2 separate regions of the Sus scrofa genome follow, and region 1 is linked to region 2. The links are chromatin contacts, called in public HiChIP or PLAC-seq maps. All regions are on one chromosome and are shown on one strand. The core of a region is the stretch at or near the end of the contact, and the rest is flanking DNA. Distances in the headings are between cores, read along the strand shown.

Region 1 (4,154 bases), core at 73-2,572, 43 kb after region 2:
GCTGGAGCTTCCCAACCGACCCCAGGCAGTGAGGTGCAAAGTCCCTGGGCTTAATGCATGACACTGCAAAGAGCTCCACAAACAGTCCAATCATACCCAAAGTTGCACACTTCAGAGCCAATGAACATAGGGGTGTGGCACAAACACAACTGGCCCACTGGCACAGCTTACACCCTAAAAGTAGACAATCCTCAGCCATCTAAGCCAGTGGGAACTCCCTGCCTGGTCATGCCAACTCTGAAACACAGGGGACTCCATCTGGGGGAGGGAAGCCCAGGACAGGATTGACATCCCAGGGGGAGTAAGACTGAAGGGACTGGTGGGTCACTGATACCGTCTCCTGCAGGTGTTACCCTTAGCGAGGGGAGCCATTACGTCAGGGTCAGGGAAACACCGGACTAACCCGCCACCCGCAAAGGTTTGGGGCCCAATGAACACACAGGCTATGTTTTCCTCTGCAGAGAAATTGGACACAAGTCTGAAAGGGTAGGGTCATGGGGATGACCAGAACGAAGCTGTCTGGTCCTTGCAGAACTAGGTCATCTGTATTTCAGGACAGTTAGCGTCTTGTGCTGCAGTGAGGCCAGTCACATCTCCTTAACAAACAACATCTCCAATAATCACACAGCGCGACAGAAAGAGGTACAGAGGAAAGGCTGTTGGGGATCTGACCTGAGACCAAGGAACAGGGACACCACAAGGGGCGTGGTCCTTACCCAGCCGCCGTTCTCCTGGATCCAAGGCTCTAGGTGGTCATTCAGGTAAGTGGCCATCCAAGTTGCGATCCGACTCACCAATACCTGCATCTCCTTGTCTACGCTCTCCACGCACAGTGCCCCACCGAAGGAGAAAAAGGCCACAATGCGACCCCAGTTCACCCCATCCCGGAAGAGTTCGTTCACTACCTGCTCAAAGCTCTGATACGCTGTCCCTGGGGTGATGTGGAGCTGGGACGTCAGGTCACTGAATGCCCTCCGGTACCTCAGTTCAAACTCATCGCCCGCCTCCCTCAGCGCTTGCTTCACTGCAGCCATGGGGATCACCTCCCGGGCATCCAAGCTGCTGCTGTGGCCAGTGGCTCCATTCACCGCGGGGCTGTCCGCCAGGTGCCAGGATGGGTTGCCATTGATGGCACTAGGGGTTTCCGCTTCTGATTCAGTCCCTTCTGGGGCCTCAGTTCTGTTCTCTTCCACATCAGTAAACTGACTCCAGCTGTATCCTTTCTGGGAAAGCTTGTAGGAGAGAAAGTCAACCACCAGCTCCCGGTTGCTCTGAGACATTTTTATAATAGGGATGGGCTCCACCAGTCCATTGTCCAAAACACCTGCTCACTCACTGAGTCTGGTCTCTGCTTAGTGGTTCTCTTCTGAGATCCAAAGCCAAGATAAGGTTCTGAAGGGAGAGAAAGAGCTTCAGAAAAAAAAAAAAAAAAAAATTAACATGCATGCCATTTACCCTGCAACATCCATTCCCCCTCCAGGTACCAGAATGGGGTCTTTTGTGGCTCTTAGGAAGGTCTGGGTCTGGCTTCCAAGGGACTTCAATAAAGTCAAATTGAAAGCACCAGTGGGCTCTGAATCATCACACCGGCCTTTAAGCCTCAGCCACCCCCTTTTCTCCGAAATGTCTTCCTCGGAAAGTCACCCCCATGGGCAGTCTGTCCCCCACCCCCCACCCCCGCACCACCTACATTCAAATCCGTCTCAGGCGACCGGCAGGCAGGTGCAGCCCCCGGAAGATCTTTTGTATCAGAGGTCGGGAGAGGAGGTGGCAGCCGGGATGCCGGTAACTCAGCCGGCCTCGCGGCGGCTGGCAAAAAAAGCAGCTCCGGCTGGAGGGATCATGCGACCCGGCAGACTGAGAGCCCAGAAGGCGATACAGGAATTACGAAGCTCAGGAACCGGCCCCCTCGCCTGCTTCCTCCTCCATCGCCCAGATCGAGGGCGGCCGCTTCAGCAGCCGCGGCCCGGGAGCCCAGCCCCCTTGCTCTTGCACGCCCCTTGGCTCTCCGCCTCCTACTGGGAGCCAGGAGAACTCTCCCGGAGGTGGCTGGTGTGAGATTTAGTTTTTGTTTTTCTTCTATTTAAGTACCAGCCCAGGGTGAGGTTTACTGAAACCCTAAAGGGACTTCTCAATGGGGCTCAAGGTTTCGATGAGGGACGGAGGGAGGGGGAAACTGCCTCGTATCTGCGGTCTGACTTCGGAAAGGCCATCCCCGGGCCTTTCAGGGAGGCGGAAAGCCGGGGACCCCCCAGAAACGCTGCTGGCTTTCTCTGAATTCCCCAAAGGCCCTGGTCGTGGCGGTGGGGGGCTGCCGGGTCCTCCATTCCCCGCACGGACACAATGGCCGCCGGCGCCCGGCACAAAGACTGGGCGAGGGTGAGGCGCCGGGCCTCTCCTCGGGTCAGGGAGAATGGGCGAGGCCTCCTCGAGGCCCCCCCACAGCTGAAACCACGTTCTCCTGTGGACAGGCCCAGGGTGGCTTCCTCGCGCCCTGGCGAGGGTTTAGAGGCAGGGGTCTGCACCTCTCCCGAGCCCAGGGTGGGTGGGCTGCGGACTCGCGGCTCCCTCCGCGCGCTAGGCCGGGTACCCGCCCGGCCACCGCCCCGTTGCTAGGCAACCGCTCTCCCTCTGGGGCGCCCCCTAGACCTTTCTGGGAGGAGGGGTCTCGCCCCCGGCGGCCCGCCCCAGCGCGGCCAATCAGCGAGCCCAGGTGGCACGGAAGCAGGACGGCGAGGGCTCCCATTGGGCGCAGCGCCTGCCACGCACAGGGGAGGCGGCGCTCTCACCTGCGAGCCCCGCGAGCCATGGGGGGCCACATCCCCCATTCATCGGCCAGGTAGTTTCCAGACGCGACCGCTCTTCGCGGCAGAGTTCTGCGCCGCGGACCTGGGCCGGCCTACCTGGCTGGTGGCTCGCGCTGTCTCTTCCGAACGAGCCGGCCTCAGTTTCCCCTGAAGAGACCGGGGGAACTTGCAACCTCAGTCACTTCCGGTGCCGCGGCAGCGCGCGCGAGCCCGAGACGCAAGGGGAGTGCGCGCCTTTAAGTACTGGCGTCAAGACCTTGGCGAGAGCGCCCCCTTGCGGTAGAGCTGGGGAATCCGGAGACAAAAAAGGATAAACGTTTACATTCACGTTTCCATTCATTCATTCATTTAGCCAGTTTCATCCACTGGTTAGTTTATATGTCGAAAAAGCATCGCGTCGTGGCAAGAATCTTGTGTCTGGGATTCCAACCTTGCTAACTGGGAAAGTTACTCAACCGCTGTGTCTCGATTATCCTTAACCGTACGTAATGTGAGTAAAAACCAATCTCCCTCATTGAGTTACTGTGATTGATTTGAGTTGTTCTTTGTGAAGTCTATGGTACATGCTGCATAATTTCATTTAGCAAATGTTTATTGTTTGGGTTGCTGAAAATGGAGTTAGGAACAAGACACGGCCCATGTTTTCATAGAGGCTTAAACCCTTGAGATGGAGAGAGTAAACAACTAAGAAAACAAACAAGGTAATTTCAGATAGTGACTAGTGCTCTGAACAAAGCAAATCAGGGTATTGTCGTAAAGAGGGTGAAGAAAGAGGTGCTCCTTTAGAGTGGGTGGTCAGGGATGTAAGCCTCGCCCTCCCTGCCCAGTGAGGAAGAGGGACATTTTTTTCTTTTTTTTTTTTTTTAGAGCCGCACCTGCAGCATATGGAAGTTCCCTGGCTAGGGGTCGAATCAGAGCTGCAGCTGCTGGCCTACGCCACAGCCACAGCAATGCTGGATCCTTATCCCCCTGAGTGAGACCAGGGATCCAACTCCCATTCCCACAGATACTAGTCAGGTTCTTAAGCCACTCAGCCACAGTGGGAACTCCAAGAGAGTCATTTTTTTCAAGTGTTCTTTCAATTGTTTGTGTAGGGTGCCAGGGATGGCCTCTTCAAAGGGATAACTTAGAACCGAAGATCTGAAGTGTAAGGAAATGCCACCCGTCGGAAGAGTTTAGAGAACATCAGCCTAGGCAGAGGATATAGCTTGCGCAAAGTGTCCTGAGGCAGGAAGATCTTGGGATGTTTTAGAAGCTGAAGGAGAAGCAGTGTGACCAAAGGAGGGCAAATGTGTTATGAGAGGTCATTGGTTGGAAAGTTGACCATGGAAGTGAATTAATCAATTA
Region 2 (4,089 bases), core at 913-3,412:
TGCAGAGGGACTTGATCAGGTCACCCAGCTTTGCGGTGGAACCAGAATCCGCACATGTTAAATCAGCATGCTGTGTGTGTGGAGGGAGGGAATGGGTCACTGCCTGGTTCCAGAGATGGCATTCCTGCCTCCCCATCAAGAGCTCACACCTCTACCTGGGCCCAACTCGCTGAGTGGCGGCTGTTCCCTCAGACGTGCCTGCCATTTCCGGTTGGCCCTACTGTGCTGGCTGTGATATCTAGTCTGAACAACACCCCTCACTCCATGCCCCATGCAGAGGTTTTTACAAACAGATGAGGGAGCGCCTATCGTGGTGCAGTGGAAACGAATCCGACTAGGAACCATGAGGTTGTAGGTTCAATCCCTGGCCTCGCTCAGTGGGTTAAGGATCTGGCATTGCTGTGGCTGTGGTATAGGCCGGCAGCTGCAGCTCCGATTGACTCCTGGCCTGGGAACCTCCATATGCCGAGAGCGCGACCCTAAAAAAACACCCAAAACAACACAGATCAGATCACGGCACACCAACAACTTTCAGAAAGCCAGCATCATGTCTGTTCATATCCCTGGTACCTAGCAGAGGGCCATGCGCACTGAGCTGCCAACTTGACTCAAAGAATCCTCAACACTTATTAAGCCGTTAGGGAAGTCGCAGTGATAAATGAACCAGAGCCCTTCCAGAAAAGCTCACCATCTGCTTGGGAAAAGGCATTGGGAGGGGAAGGCAGGCAGGTGGGGAAAGCCCCGCCATTCAGACCACATCACTCCATGCTCTGAAACTCCCCATCACACATGGAATAAAGTCCTTCCCACAGCCAGCAAGTCCAGCAGGACCGTGCCCCTCCCTACCACACAGTCCACCCCAGCTGCACTGGCCTCCCTGCTGTTCCTGGAATATCCGCTGAGCTTGGTACCTTGCTGCCTTGTGTTGCCTGAACACTCGACCCCAGGTCTTCACCTCCCTTACTCCCTTGTCTCACTCCTGACTCGACTCAAATGCCATCTCCTCAGAGAAGTCTGCCCGGGCCACCCTGGCTAAAATGCTACCCCACCCCACCCCCTTTCTCCCTATCCCCTTACCTTATTTTTCTTCTGAGCACTTGCAAAAGAAGAGTCTACCCTTGGTCTTGGTTTTGATTTGTCTCCTGCAGGAGATGTGGCTTGATGAGGCAGAGAGCCTGTCTTGTTTCTAGATACCCAGTACCCAGAACAGCGTCTCGCACACAGTTGGTGCTTCATAAATACATGAGTAGAACAAAGGTCTTGCATGTCTCCTAAGTGCCAGGCATTGTCATCCCACTTTACCTTCATCAGAATCCCCAGATGTTGGAGTTCCCACTGTGGCTCAGCAGTAAGGAACTTGACTAGTATCCATGAGGAGGCAGGTTCAATCCCTCACGGGATTGTGGCGTAGGTCACAGATGCAGCTCGGATCCCATGCTGCTGTGGCTGTGGTGTAGGCCGGTGGCTACAGCTCTGATTCGACCCCTAGCCTGGGAACTTCATATGCTGCAGGTGAGGCCCTAAAAAAAAAAAGGAATGTAGAGCTCTGAGCCCCAGTTACCTGTTCTCAGACAACTGAGGATAGAGTAAGTAGGAAAGCCTGGGGTCACCCAGCTAACAGGTGGCAGAGCCAGAATCAAAACCTAGGACTGCCTGGCCCCAACAGAGTGCTGCCACAGAGGGAGGCTGGGATGGAGGCAGAGCCTTGGGTATGAGGGGAGAAGGACAGTGGCAGCAGCCAGTGTCCTCACTCTTTGGCCGCACTGCTGCCCAGGCTCTCCTCCTCCATCTTGGTTAGCCTTCATGGGTGTTGACAGACCAGAAAATTCTTAGAGGAATTTTAATTTTTCTTGTCCTAAGTGAAGCAGGCTCAGGTGAAGTCACGAAAAGATCTGTGATGGAGGAGAGTCCTGGGCTGTGGGGAGCATTAAGAGAAGGGAGGCCACAGCCAGAAGGCCCTTGTTATCCCAAGGGGCTAAATGTCCCACAAGAACCCAGGACACAGGGGTGCAGCCAAAGTGGGAGAGGCCTGGCTCCCTGGATGGGAACTTTCCTGAAGTAGAGGTCTGGCAGCCACAGGAAATTTTCAGCTCTGGGGCTGAGTTGGAGTAAACAGGGCCTGTCCCTGCAAGGGCACAAAGCACTCACTGTCCAGGAACAGTCATTCCAGGGTGGAGGGAACATTCTCCTGCTGGTGCCACAGAGACAAGGCTCAGATCTGCCCAGCCCCCACCCACGCAGTCCCGGTTGGACAACCTTCATCTCCATTTCAGAAGTGCCTTCTCCTAGGGAGGGAGGGGGCAGAGGACCGTGGGTTCTGGGGACTGCTTTTGCAGCCAACATGAGCAAAATGGGGTGTGCTGTTCCAGGGCGGGGCTGGGGAGGCAGTGGTGTGGGTATATTTAGCCCAAGGTTCACACACACACACACTTGGAAACAAACACAGCCATTTTCTCAGTGGGCGGCTGCTCTGGATAAATAAACAAGATTGTGGAGCAGCCCTGGTCTGGAAAAGCAGAGATCAGCCCCCACTGCTGCTCAGTGGCTCTCAGAGGTTTCAGCCAGAGCTGGCATGGTGGGCAGGGAGTGAGATGTAAGGGTGGGGTTCAGGGAGGTTTCCGATGTCACAGAGGCTCTCAGGAGACCCAGGCCTAAGAGGCTACCTGCATCCTCAGCGTGCATTAGAGCAAAGCGGGGCATTTCTCTTTGCAGCTGCAACTGCTACCACGGCACCCATGTGGGGTCTTCAGGACCACTGGGGACGGGTAGTGGCGAATGACCTCCCTGAGAGAACCATGGACTCCTAGCCAGGCAGACCCCAAGTCAGCAAGGCCAACCCACTCACCCACACTACAGTCTCAAATAGCCAATTTGTGGCAGAACTTGGACTAGGAATCGGGGTCTCCTGATTTGACATTGGGGCCCTTCAAAGCGATGAGACAAGAACCAGGGTCCCCAGGAGAAGCTAAGGCTGGGATCACTTTCAAGATGCTGCCTCCAACAATCCGGGCCACATGTGCGGACTAGCCGCCCCCTGCACTCCAGAGGGCCTCAAGCCTGTGTTTCTTTGCCAACACTGTCCTCCAACTAGTCACCCTGCCCACGTCTCCCCTCCCCAGTCAGCCCACCCCTACTCAGCTTATATGACCCCACTTTGGAGTCCTGCCTTCCGAGAAGACCTCCCTTTTCATCCCGCCTTTAACTCCAGGATGAACGGCTCCTCTGTGCTCCCAGGGGTTTTGGACCTTCATTCACACCATAACTATTTACTGGGCACCTTACCATGCTCCGAGCCCAGCCCTGGAGACACAGCGGTGAACAAGACAAACGATGGCCCTGCCTTCACAGAGCTTATGTTCTAGTCTGCTCATTTTCCATCGGGGGTGGGGTGGGCAGAAAGCCATACACACTACAGCTGTGGTATTCAAAGTCATGGCAGAGCAACAAGGACAAAAACGTCTAAAATACTCCTTAGCGGAAGGGGTGGTAAGCATAAAAAGGTTGAATAACACTGTCCTAGTAGGAAGCAGAAAGAAAAGGAGCCAAGACAATTTCAGAGATGATGAGGATTTGAAGACAGTAACCTGGGCAGGTGATAAAGAATACCTGGGGACTGGTGAAGGTAGAGTGGTCAAAGAAGGTGTATCTGGGGAAGTGAGATTTGAGCTGAGACCTGAGTGATACGGTGGCAGTGGCCAAAGGAGGATCCAAAATGTTGGGTGATGGAGTACCCTGGTGGCCTAGTGGGTTAAGGATCTGGCGTTATTACTGCTGTGGTAAGAGTTTGAATTCTGGCTGGAACTTCCGCATGCCGTGGGCACGGCCCAAAAAAAAAAAAAAAAAAAAAAAAATATATATATATATATATATATATATCGGATGAAAAAGAGCATGTTCTGGCAGAAATAACATGTGCAAAGGCTCTGAGGTGGGAAGAAAGGGCAGGGGCATCCCTAGGTCGAGGCCTTCTGTCTGTGTGTCAGTCTCTCCCAGCAGTCTGGGGACTCAGGGCAGGCAGGGACCAAGATCGACCACGTCTGAGGCCAGGGGCCCATCCAGACAGGCAGACTGATTTCAGCTAGATCTCTG

What was found. HiChIP or PLAC-seq counts read pairs in DNA pulled down with a chosen protein or histone mark.
Region 1: an H3K27ac HiChIP or PLAC-seq map of skeletal muscle shows a contact between it and region 2. The contact joins the promoter of BCL2L1 here to the enhancer-like site in region 2. A contact is called at or near these places in 5 of 5 promoter capture datasets (fetal liver, fetal skeletal muscle, liver and 1 more), 35 of 47 Hi-C or Micro-C datasets (adipose tissue, alveolar macrophages, blood and 16 more) and 2 of 2 datasets of contacts at active chromatin or transcription factors (alveolar macrophages and skeletal muscle).

The regions. Positions count from the first base shown.
Region 1 is chr17:35,412,761-35,416,914 of Sscrofa11.1, forward strand. It overlaps BCL2L1 (BCL2 like 1), which reads right to left and starts at 1,323. Exons shown (of 2, transcript NM_214285.1): 1 at 717-1,323. The coding sequence starts at 1,280.
Region 2 is chr17:35,368,984-35,373,072 of Sscrofa11.1, forward strand. All of the region lies in intron 1 of BCL2L1 (BCL2 like 1), which reads right to left. Among named protein-coding and RNA genes, the nearest start is that of BCL2L1, 43 kb to the right of the region's middle. Within about 2 kb of position 2,163, at least 35 of the 83 cell types and tissues checked have an H3K27ac peak or open chromatin away from gene starts, as enhancers often do. A contact at or near this core is called in adipose tissue, alveolar macrophages, brain and 5 more, where this site is marked.